2 separate regions of the Oryzias latipes genome follow, and region 1 is linked to region 2. Evidence: chromatin contacts called from public Hi-C data. All regions are on one chromosome and are shown on one strand. Each heading gives the region's core, a stretch centred on a gene start, on an enhancer-like site or on the middle of the called end of the contact. The rest is flanking DNA. Distances are from core to core; before and after follow the strand shown.

What was found. A called contact is a pair of places that touch in the nucleus more often than the background predicts.
Region 1: a Hi-C map of embryo shows a contact between it and region 2, with 1.9 times the contacts expected there. The contact joins the enhancer-like site here to the promoter of pebp4 in region 2. A contact is called at or near these places in 2 of 5 Hi-C or Micro-C datasets (embryo and fibroblasts).

Annotation. Positions count from the first base shown.
Region 1 is chr9:17,048,291-17,054,686 of ASM223467v1, forward strand. The region is part of intron 1 of LOC100125511 (bone morphogenetic protein 1); the gene reads right to left. Among protein-coding and RNA genes, the nearest start is that of LOC100125511, 3.8 kb to the right of the region's middle. Within about 2 kb of position 2,566, at least 4 of the 8 cell types and tissues checked have an H3K27ac peak or open chromatin away from gene starts, as enhancers often do. A contact at or near this core is called in embryo, where this site is marked.
Region 2 is chr9:16,850,529-16,856,989 of ASM223467v1, forward strand. It overlaps pebp4 (phosphatidylethanolamine-binding protein 4), which reads left to right and starts at 1,383. Exons shown (of 5, transcript XM_023958552.1): 1 at 1,383-1,491. The coding sequence starts at 1,489.

The DNA of each region.
Region 1 (6,396 bases), core at 1,316-3,815, 200 kb after region 2:
TAACAGAATGGAACAGTCAGCCAGTGCAGTCTAAAAGCCTCAGGACTTTCCTGCTGCTGTAAACTCCATGAAAGTTTGGTCAACCAGCTTCATTCAAGTGCTGATTGTGTAAGAAGCTTGTGAAAACAAACATGATCCTGAATGATTCTGTTCAGTTTACCCTCTAGTTGCATCGAGATAAAAATATTTGTTGAGCCGTACTATGACGGACAAACTGTTTTCAATTCTGTTACAGAGTTGGACAGATGGAAGTAAATTTCAAAGGTGAAGGTTTATATAATGCAGCAAGAATGAGTCCTGCAATCTTCTGTAATGATGAATTGACTAATGGACAGATAGATGCTCACCATTTAAAAAAATCACATTTGCACTTTTGCCAGATGAGAAGTTTCAGCTTGGAAACAATGCAACGCTAACACTGATTGGATGGAGCAATATGGGGCACCTTGAACGACTAACGGCTCCTTAATGAGGCCAAGGAGAGGGAAAATATCCAAACAGACCCAGTTTATGTGGAATGTGCTTTATTGGAGTTCTTATTAAATGCTCGTTTGCTAGAAAACTCCCCTGCAACATGTAGGTGCTCAGTTTTACTGGGGTTTTAACACCCGCACATTTTCAGAATTTATTACTCAGCTAGAATGCAGGGGTTGGGGGAGTGGGGTGGGGGTGTCACTGAAGAAACAGAGAAAGAAAACTGCAAAGTTGGGGGGGGGGGGGGGGGGGGGGGCAATTTATCTCTAAACAGGAAAAGGGAAAAGAAGAGGGACCACTCCTCTAGGCTCAGAACAAAAGTTCTGAAACTGAAGGCAGATGTGCACCAAAGAGAAGGAAAGAGATCGCTTTCTGCTTGTGGTTGAATAGAATGTGGGGTATTTCGGTTCAAGTGTGTTTGGCAAGCAATAATTTGGGTCAATGAAGTGCCTAACAGAAGTAGGGTCAAATTCTTCTTACAGCAGAACACACAGCGGGGTATTGCTCCAAAGCTTTTAGAAGGCTTATCATTGCAATCTGCAACAAAGCAAAAGTGTTTTATCCGCAAAAATAAAACTTGATAGAAGTACCAGACAATAAAAAGAACCGGTTGGTTCTCTTTTTTCATCACATGACTACGATTAAATAAATCTAGAGCTGGCTGTAGTAAATGCAGAGCAGTTTTCCTCTCTGTGAGACAAAGTAGACCCGCGACATGCTAATGACCGGACTAGCAGATAATGACAGCAATAAGAAAAGGTGTAGATGAGCTCTGGCAAGATGGGGCATGTTCTGATGACAGATTCCAGGGGTCAAAGAGATCTTCTAATTTGTGTGTGCCAAAAAAGAACAACACTTATACTGACAGCTATTGGCAGAAACTGTATCACTGATACAGAGACTCCACCAGATGTTGTTTATTATAAACTGGACAGACTCACTAAACCGTGACAATTTTTGCTTTTTTCTTCAGGTTATTGGATTCCCAGAAGTGCTGAAGGGAACAGACAGTCCCAGAACTATAAGTCCGAGTACAGGTCCTAAATCTAAATGCAGTGGAAATAGCACGCAAACCAAAGAAAATCCACCAGGTGATGTTTCTTTACGGGTTGCTAGGTGTTGGCAAGTTTATTTGCACACCAAAACTAAATAATCCGGTGAAAGCTTACCAATGTCTTCATCAGCTCCTGCTGCTGATGTTAGGAGAGGCCCTTTAATCCAAAATGTTGTTGTTATCAGACAAGAAGGCTAAAGTGAGCAAACTCCACAGTCTAATGGTGTTAGGACTCATTTTCCCCCAGACACAGGGGGTTGTATTTAGATGCTGGTGGAAGTTTATGAAAATAAATCACAGAGATTTTGTAAGTAATCCCCTTGTCTCCAGGCTTTAGGTTTACACAGACACATGGTTTTCAGAATCTTGAGTACAAAACTGCAGACTGGGATTGAGGCCAGACTTTGAGGGAAATTGACAAATTAGATATGTAGGGCTCTAATGATATGAAAAGCAAACACATAGACTGGTCTGGTATGCAGTGGATTATAAACGAATAAATGTGGCAGATGGCAAGTGATCACCAGAGTGCAGAGCTGTATCACCATCCAAACAGGAGTTCATCACCTGGATAGCAACAACTGCAACTATGATCCCTATTTGAATGCAGTCAAAAACCATAAAGACATTGAAGTTTTGGTGTATTTATTTCTAACATGCTAGTTTGAAAAATAAAATAAGTCAACTTCCCCCACTAATGATTTATTTTAATCTACACCATAATCTTTCTGATCTCAGTCTGCTTCCCCCATCAACCATCACATCTAGTCAGATTACACACGAGACCTCAATCATATTAATTCCCCTGATTTGTGTAATGCCCTAGTCTTGACCTTTATGGTGTCAAATACTCTTGGACCAATCCCACAAATCTCTTTCCGTGAATCCCAACCCATGACATCTGCCACTGAAAACTGCACCAACATCAATAGCAAGCCTAAGCAGACTGGAACTTCAGCCTATATTTAGAGAGCCAGTCCCACTGGGAGGCAGGGGCTTTACTCCTGACTGTGAGCTTAGAGAGACATTTAGACAGCCTGTCCTCATGCATGACCCAATGATGATGAGGGATGCAATGCTTGGCCACGGCCCGGAATGCATCACAATACCTTGGCACCACCTTTCCCAGCACAATTTGAATTCCTATAGAAGGTAATGGCGTATTGCAGAAAAGGTGATTACCATGCGATGATAGGAGGAGTATCACCGTTTAGGTTTTCATGCGGTATGAGATGTTTGTTGTTGGCAGTTTAGCCTCCAACACTCGGTTGAAATGAACCTAAACTTTTTTTTTTTTTTAAGTAAAAACTCTTCTTGGGTAATGATAAATGACTCCTTACATGAGCTGTGTGGAAACCGAGCCTCTTCCTCAACAAATCTTTACCATGACATTTCCAAACACCACAATTTAAGCCTGTGGCAGGAGAGGAAAAAAGGCGTATATAAACTTTTCATTTCAAAAAGGTAACTGGGGTGTAATTAGAGGGGAGTCACAAACAACAGCACGAGAATGAAGTGATTATTCCACACTAAAAGCCTGACATCCTCTCACCCACAACTGGGATCAAGACTGTGTTTCTGTCACCGCAGCATCCATCTTCCTGACAATGTGAGTGGCTTCTGCTGCAAATGGCACACAGCAAGAGCCTGCCTCACCTATAACATTTCACGCTCCATCAAGCCCATTAGTCCTCTGGATTTCCTAGATCCTCCCTGCAAGTGCTTACGGATATCTTATTGCCAGTTTGGCTCTCTCTAATGATTCATCAGCTTGCTAAACATTTGTCCTTCTTTTTTAATGTCACACGGTCTCTGAAATCCAAACTGAGATGAATAATTCAATGGATCACACAGACATTTTTCAGCTTTGCAAAAAAATACAACACAAGAAACCTTAAAGGTTAATAAAGAAATGAATTCAGGCTAATTGAAATCAATTAGCGTTTCGCAAACTCTAACAATACTCCAAAAATTACAAAAAGTACAAGCACGAATACAAAAAAAAGGGAGTTTGAGTTGAGCGACATCAAAACTTGTAAAATCTATAATTAAAGTCTCACTGCGATCATCTTCTGATCCATTGTAAAAGCATTCCCAGTGATCTTTTGATTATGATTATGCCGTTTTTAGCCAAAATCTAAAAACTTCTTGGACATAGTTTCTGCAGAGCGGCAGGAGTTCATCAGAAACATGCCTCTGAGTTGTGGGCGTGACTGTTGGTGCAGTTACCCGCACTTCCCAATAGGCCTGCACAATAAATCGCAAATTTATCGTTATCGCAATTTCAAACTGTGCAATATACATATCGCAAAAGTCAGCGAAAATCGCAATAAATGGTTAACCTTAAGAGTGCTAAAACAATCTTATGGCAGCTTTAAGTATTTAACAAATCGAATAATCCCTTTATGCATTTGACCAATTAGAAAGAGCTCTACACGTTGTTGACCAATCGGATGGAGCTTTTATGTTACATGTGTCCCTCCTAATTAGACGACGGTCATTTGGAGAATAATTTAAGGTATTTTGATTCTTATTTAAATTAAACGTTTGCAGTGAAATGGAAATGTTTTTGTTTTTTTTGCTATTTGTTTATGTATTGCAAGTTTAATCGGCATTGCACTAATATTGCATATCGCGAGTTTTCCTCATATCGTGCAGCCCTACTTCCCATCATCCCTTTAATTACACTTTCTCCCTCTAGCTTACAGCCCCTCACACCCCCAACCTAACATTAGTGGTGCTGATTCACAATGATTTGAATTAAAAAAATACTCAGAAAAAAAGTTTTAAGCTTAATTTTCTTTATGTGTCTATCATGACAAAAATGTCACAACAATTTTCATTGGAGTGGGTCTTTGAATAATTTACCCTTTGTGTTAAGAGACTGAGACGATATCTTAAAAAGGAAAGATCTGACAGTTATATGAGATGAAAAAAATCTGACCCAAGTTCTTACAAAAGAGGCAAAAGTTTTTTTTCCTGACAGAAGTCTGTTGCACATCTTTTTATCAGATGTGGCATCTTAAGCCAGCTTCTGTGAAGCAAGGAGGAGTTTTTAGTTATTAAAAAGCTCAAAGAGAACTCAGTAAAGCAAAAAACAACACACTGACAGTGAGTGAAGACACGAAGGATTTCAAGTCCCTGTTGGCCATGAAAGGAAGCTCGCCTCACCTGAGTTATGTTAGAACAGTAGAAAGTGACTGCCCTGTTGGAGTTTTGGGCGTGCAATCTGGGTCTGTGTGAGGCTCCTGAGCCAGCCAGAGGAAATAACTCCAGGCTTATGCAGAAACCGCTCGCACAGGAGAGAGCCACAACAAAAAAGGGGTGCACGTAGGTTGACCTGTCGGCAGCCACAGCCGAGGCAGCGCAGGAGCGCAAAGGTTAAGCCAATGCTCAAAGATTTAACATGTACAATAGACAGCACAGTCAGCTGGCATCGTCACCGGAGGCTTTAAGTAGATTATGATGTCTACGCCTCCAGCAATGGAATAACTCAAACCAGTCACAATTTTCTTTATCATCATTTGAGCAGAGCATCTGGTTCTCATTAATTTCTTATTATAAAAATTAGTTTTGTTTTATTGAAGTGTTTGGTTCACTAAGTGCCTTTTAAGGTTTAGCTGCCAATTTTTGTGTAAAATTTTACTCATGTAAACTGTGTTTTATAGGAAGCATTGACCTGTGTGAGGAATTAATAAAAATAAAATAAAACACTTTATTAAATACAAGTCACTGTTGGTTCACTAAGTTAAACCCTAAATGCAGATGTGAGAATAATATGTTTTATGAAAGAGCAAGCCAAAATGTTAAGAAACAGAAATCCCAAATTTCACAATACAGACGAGTGAAATCCTCCAAAAACGCTGACCTGTTACCACAGCAAGTGATCGAATTGCCTCAACGCTATGATGCAACTGACAAACGAGGAAAAACGAGAGAAAAATCAATAAACCAAGAACCATCAACACCGCCTTTGACCACAGGCTGTGTGGAGGTCATGAAGATGAGATATTGGATATTTTCCTGCAAGGTCAGAAGGAGAAAGCAGGTGACTTTTCCATGGAAAACCATCATCAAAACTCCAGTTGGCTGACATTTCATTTGGAACAAACTGGCCTATTCATCAAAAAAAAAAAGTCCTTGCCTTGAAGAGTTGAGTTCTCTGCTGGGACATGATGAACTCAGAAACCCCATTCAAACCAACACCACACTCAGTGTCATCAAATACGCTCCAATGTGAAGAAACTGATGTTACATTTATTTAGAAGGGAATACTTGCGTGACTCATCATAAACAGTGGAGTAAAAACAGGAAGGAACATCTTCATTTCTCCACAGCTTGACCTTTGTTGTGTTTATGCATCGAGTTTTACGTCCTTAAGCTCTGATTCTGCAGAAAGATGCTGAAAGCAGACATTTGGCTGGAGGAGTAAACTACTTACTTTATTCCTGTAAAGGCTGACACACTGGAAAGGGACAGATTCCCAGCTGGTAAGCACGTTTTGGGTTTTGGAGGTCACTTTGGATGAAGCCCACTCATCGTAATCGGAATATTTTTACTGGAGGAAAAAGGCTTGTTGGTTTGGTTCAGGTGGACCCCCCCCCCCCCCCCCTTTTTTTTGTGATGAAACCTCAATAAAAGGCCCAAAAATGATGAACTATGCAGAACTATGAGAAGAAAATGACACATTAGTCCTCCAAAGCTTCCCCTTTCCCCTCCTCCACTTTCTTTTATTACTCCATAAGCAGAAAAGAGAAGAAGAAAAAAAACTACAATTTCCAGAAATGTGAAGAGATCCTACAATAAAGCTCTCTTTTTAAATCTCAGTAAAGTCAGTAAAATGATTCCAAACATCTGACAGGACTTTT
Region 2 (6,461 bases), core at 133-2,632:
TTGTATTTCCACACACATTTTTAATGTTTAAACATTCAAATCCGTCAGAAAGTTAGTCACATAAATTCAGTCTTTGGAAGATTTATCCTACAAAACATTGTGTTTTGTTTTGTAGTAAATCTGAATGTTCTATGTGAGTAATATCCAGGTCATAGTTAATTGTAAAACTGTGACAATAAATTGATCTATGTTGTTACGTTGGCTTCAGCTGTAAAGTTCACAAACATATACATTTCTCAGCGATCCTTCTGTTTATGTGTTTGCATTGACAACACCCCATGCCTTAATGTACAGTGTATGGTATAATGTGATATTGAATGTAAAGTAGTGCAACCTTGGTCTCATGTTAATTTGCCACATCTTCAGCTGCCATGGTGCTCTTCAGGCTGTATTGTAACCGTGCACAATCTGTGTTTTGGATCTAAAGCAGTCTGTTGGTATGTCATTTGAGAAGTTTGATGTGTGTGTGCTTTAGTGTCACATGCGTTTAGGCTTTATGTGCATTTTATGGCCAACATCAATTGATTCAACAAATCAGTGAGGTCTTAATAGACTAGAACATCAGATAATATTAACCATAGAATGAGTGCAGGGAATTTAAATTCATAACATTAACATTTCTTCAACAAGCTTCAGCTTCAAAAGAATACTGACACAATATGGGTATCATGAGTTTAGATTCTGAATCAAATATGTAAATATATGGTTGGATGACCTCTGCAAAGCTCGCGTAGCAACTTACACAATCTATTGCATATATAACAGACAGTTTTGTACAAAGCATAAAATGTTTTTCTTTGAAAACAACAAACTTGCACTGCTTTGTAGCACGATGTTCTCTTCAAATTGTATGAAGTTGTACTGCGATATTGTTAGACAATATTTAAAGTGAAATTCAGGTAAGACAAAAAGGATTAGATCATAAAGTACAGAGACGCTGTATGTGGGGCCCTTTCCTGTTTAGGTGCTATCACCGCTGCAGAGAAGCACAAACCAAAGCAAGTTTTAGCAGCACTAAGAACAAAATAATAAATGCTGCACAATCACTACTACTTAGTTTAAAGAGGCCTTTTATAAAAATTATTGGAATAAAAACTTACATCAATAACACTTAAATAACAATAATAAAAAAAGAAAAACTTGAATGTTTTCTCAGTGGTTAAAACCTGGTTGGTTTTTCAGTAGTCTCCAGGTTTTTTCCCCCCTCAAAAGCTGTTTTTATGATTTAGCAGCTGCAAACCTAAAATTCTGTAGCATGTGTTGTTCAAAATGTGTAAATAATATTTACTAAATAAACAAAGCGCAAACTATAAATTCTGAGTTTTTTTTATTTGCTCTCGATTTTGTTTATGTATTTTTATTTTGGCGGAGCTTGCCCTCACCTGTTGCTGCTTATGACGTCAGCGGCCTGTTCTGACAGCGGACTCCACTGCGGCAGCCGAAGACCCGGAGGAGGAAACCTGCCTCCGAAAGAAGGGCCTGTCAAAGATGGTAAACGCGCCAATTTACAGTGACGCAGCTGCCGAAATTCTGTATGCCAAGGAAGTTTGTACTTTATACATTAAGCTAGAGGACTTGACGCACTCTTTCATCATGGACTTCCAAGTTAAAATTGGAAGCTTCCGAACTTAGTGACGTGTAAAAATACGATACTTAAAATTAATATTAAAAAAAGTGAGAACTGTGTGGGAAACGTTATGTTACCAGAAGTTAAATTATAGCTTAAATTAAACGTTTTAATAACGATAAAGTAATTATTAAATGAGCTAGTCTAAAAAGAAGCAAAGTTATAAATAGAAGCTGTCTGATGTGTCCTTGCGCGTGAAGACATGACTGAGGGAAAATCAATGCGCACGGTACTACTTTTTTTTAGATAGATTGAAAGACAGACAGACGGTTTACTTCTCTTTTCAATAATACTACATTTTTAAGGAATGCATTTGTGTTTAGCAAAGCTAAGAATGAGTTTGTCAAATATTTTCTGTCAGTGTCAAGCCCCTTTGTGAGCTTCTTGGACCGTTGTGTGTTATATATTGGGTGATGCCAGACACCAGCATCTCAAACAGATGAGGCCCCCAAAAAGACGCTTTCCACACACTGCCAGCACATATTAGGTACTGTCTGCTGTCTTACACAGATTTGCAGTTAAGATTTGCAGGACGATATGGCCAATGGCTGTTTGGCTGGACAATCTGAAGGAACTGCACATAGCCAACGTCAATGCAAAGAGGTATCTAGACCAGATTCTTCAACCATTGGCAGTCTTGTATCTCCACTAACCAAACTCTATCATCCAAGATGACAGTGCATGTTCCCAGAGAGTGAGGTTTATTGGAGACTATCACCAGAATCTGCGACTGTAGAGGATGGAATGTCCTGCCAGCAGTTTTGGTCTCCACCCCGTTGAACACTCATGGGATCTGTGGAGACACTGTGGCAATGTTATTCAAGGGTGGAAGCCAAATACTCAGCTCTGCTGCTCCTCCCACAAATGTACGTTCCCTTCCAAATCTGGCTCTGTTGAAAATAAACTGGCCTTCTAATGGTTAAAAAAAACTACCCAGGAAGCATTGTTAAAATGAAGAAAAAATCCACCAAACACAAATTTCTTTATATTCTCATTTTTCTTTACATAGAGATTGATTATTTATCATCTGCACTGTAGTCTGGCCTAAAGGAGGACAATACTTGAAACATAGTTGTCAAAAAGTGCTGCACAGAATTAAATAAAAGTTGAAAATCTTAGTATAAGGAAGCAATAAGAGTAACTCAATGTCATAATCTGTAACAAGATAAAAAAACAGACAAGTGCTTCAGTAAAGTCCAACCAGTCTAACTAAAGTTTAGTATTCCACATTTCAGGGCATTTTTTATCACAACAATTAATTTACAAATTACTGAAGAGCAAATAATTGCAATGAAAAGGATTCCGACTTCACCTGTGAATTTCCACATGAGTGGGTAGAATCTTTTGCTTACATGGGTTATTGTTTTCTTTTTTTCTCAATAGGCCTTCCCTCTTTTTCCCACAGTGTAAAGACATGTTAAAGGTTATTTGGAGTGGTTAGGATTTCTTTTGTTTTGTCTGTTCTTTAGCTTTGTTGTCATAGAATCAAGTCAGTCAAATGGTTAATATCTATGTTTTGGGGCATGGTAACTTGTGTGGGTAACCAGTTTATAAAACAAGCATCTTGATAAAGAAAGCTATTGTGCATTCAAGGTGCAGGTTTGTCCTTTTTCTGTCTCCACTCTAGATATCTTCTTAATACTGCAGACACACACAACACAGTTGTTGTGTGTTATCTGCTTCATGATAATTAAAACTGTTTCAAAAAGTGCAGCCATTATTACTTTCAACCTCAGAGAAAGGAAAGTTTGGTAGCAAAAAGGCTATATAGGCAGATCTGAGCTTCAGAAAAAGCTGGTGACAAACTTTAAAACCTTGATCTTATTTGTTACTTTGGCTTGTTGTCTGATCATGCAGCACAGCTGCTGTGTGCAAATGGACACCTGAATGACTGACATTCTCTTGTTTTACTATTTAAAATCTTCTATGTGTTTATGGACTGGATCAAGTTTGAGGCTGATAGATATGTTCAACTAATGATATTTATTCAAACCTAGTTGAAAACTTAACAATCTTTATGAAGTGTAGACCATAAGGAGCTTCTTGTCAATCTTTGTCTATTCATGTGTATATTATTGGAAGCTAAAATTACGTAAAAGCCAATAGTTTCATTGAAAATTACAAATAATTTGTTACTAGTTTGGCAAACCATTGGTATCACATTTGTGTTTAGAATTTGTAACATAAGCTTATACGTAGAGGTGTGACGCATCACTGCATCACTGCACTTTTTTTTAAAAATTTAAGTTTTTTTGTTTTTTTAAAGTTCTGCATATGGTGCATGATTGGAACTATAATAAGCACATTGAACACATTCATCTTTGCTGATAATTTACTTTTTCTGCTAGTCCTGAGTTCAGACTTCAAGGGCTTCTGGGGGAAACCTTTTATTACTGTTCTCCTTCACTCCCTGCGCCGCACCTCTCACTCCCTCTACGCTGCACACGCTCCCTCTTCTTACACACACGCGCGCACGGCTTCAGCAGCACATACACATCCACATTCTACAACAGAAGTTTCCGTCTCGCGAGGAAATACGACAAATGTACTACGTTCTAATTATTCATTTCCATTACATGCGACGCGGTCGCCCGCCGGAGGATTTTGTGTTTGGGGGGGAGGGTGTCGCAAAAGTCCCAACACAGAGACTCTTGCTGCTTCATCACAGCAGTGACCAAAAATCCCACACCATCCCAGCTCTACTCCAGAGCGGTTTAATAAAGAATCAGTCACTGTTATTCTGGGGGAAACCTTTTATTACTGTTCTCCTTCACTCTGTAATACCAAACAAGAACGTGCACTGTTAGAGTGCAATGAATATCACTACATGTTTTGTTTGGGAACTATTTTGTGCCGTGCAAAGTTACGTGTCTATAAATAAAAGCGGAGCCTCCTGCCCCGGGTTCTTCATGGGTGTCAGGCTTCATGGCTACCGGAAAGGTGATAAAGTGTCTGCAGTCTCGTTTATTACGGGGCAATAATATTCAGAGAAGATGTCTGTACCAGAGAGCACAGGTGAAGACTCGCATGCAGCTCGAGTGCGGTCCGCTGCAGAAGAATCAACGCGATGCGGCCGCCGGGGGATTGTGTGTTTGGGGGGGGGATTGCGGTTAACCGCAACACCGCGTCCCCTGCTGGTTCATCACCACAGTGATCAAAAATCCCACACCGTCAAAACTCTTATACGTTATGGATTTATGATACCCCAGAATAACAAAAATTGACCCTTATTTGCCATATTAGAATCTATTCTATCTATTAGAATCTATGAATCATCAAACCCTTATGTATAGTAAATGGAAGCTTTCATCCAGGTATCATCTTCTATTTGTGTTTAACCATACTGCTCTAGGTCATAGTAGTCCCTGCCATCATGACTGACAGGTAAACATCTGACAAAAATCAACATGTTTCTGTAGACAGTTAAAATTCTTCAGCCAATTTAAAAGAACATGGTTTGGCCCACAAGCGGGAGTACTGGAGTTCTGTCATGAGCCGTTTTTCATTTAGTAGTTTTCATTTAATAGTTAATTTGTATTTAATGTTATAAAGGTTAAAAAAATCCAGGCCAATTGGTTGGCCCCAACACATTTTTGCCTCACCAAATCTGGCCCTCTTTGCAAAAAGTTTGGACACCTGCTTTACAATATTTAGAGATGCTAAAAAAAAAAAAAAAAGGACATCTTGAAAGCTGCTTATGCTTGGTTTGACAAACGTTTCAGAAAACAGAAAAATTGGCATTTTACAGCCATTTCAGTAACTTAATTTTCTACTAGCCACTTCAAATGTATTATACATCGCAAAATGAGTATGATGTGACTGCTTCTGATCAAGTGAAGTGCAATATTAACAATGACTGTTGCTTTCATTTAGATATGTGCACCTTTTTTGCTATCACTTCTGTGTTTTGTGGAGCTTCACAATGTGGAAACATCTGAGGACACCCCAGACTTACTGGATCCTTCTTTCTGCCAGTAAGTCACAGTAGTTTTTCAAATCAGGGCTTTGATAATAAAGAAGGTGTAAAATTACTTAAAGGTTTTTATGTTTTCTTTTTCTTCTTCTGTCTGCTATGTTTGGCTTTGCTACATTCAGATTCCCTTAGAAAAGTGATTTTAATTATTTTGCAATTAATATATTTTTCAAAGTGGTGGAATTGAAGTCATCTATCCAGAATTATGGTGTGTGTTCTTTTTTAGGACTTGGGCTTTGCCCCTTATTTCCAGTGAAAGGAACTCTGGATGCTTCAGGATACCAAAACATTTTGTACAATTCCATGCTCCCAACCTTGGGGGAACAGTTTGGAGCAGGCCCTTTCCTCTTCCAGTATGTCTGCACCAGTGCACAAAGCAAGGTCCATAAAGACATGGATGACAGAGTCTGGAGTGGATGAACTTGACTTGTCCTGACCTAAACCTGATAGAACACCTTTGAGATGAAATAGAGCGGAGAATGAGAGCCAGGTCTTCTTGACCAACATCAACCAATGCGCTTTTGGAAGAATTGTCAAGATTCCTTTTTACCCTTGTGCTATTCTATGACCCCACCCTTACATTGACGTGTTATCTCTACCATTACAAAGTTGGATAAAGGTGGAGAGGATTTCATGTAATCCATGGACACCAGTAAAGATCACAAATCATTGAAGAAAAAAGGTTCAGCACACTGTTTTGTGGGTCTAGATGACCCAACTCCCAATGTTAAAGTGCCTAGGATAGCACAGGGGATAAACACAGTCCTCAAACATGGACAGCCTTCCCAGAAGACTGGAAGTTGTAGTAGCTGCAAAAGGTGGTCTGACATAATATTGAAATCTGTGGGTTAGGAATGGGAT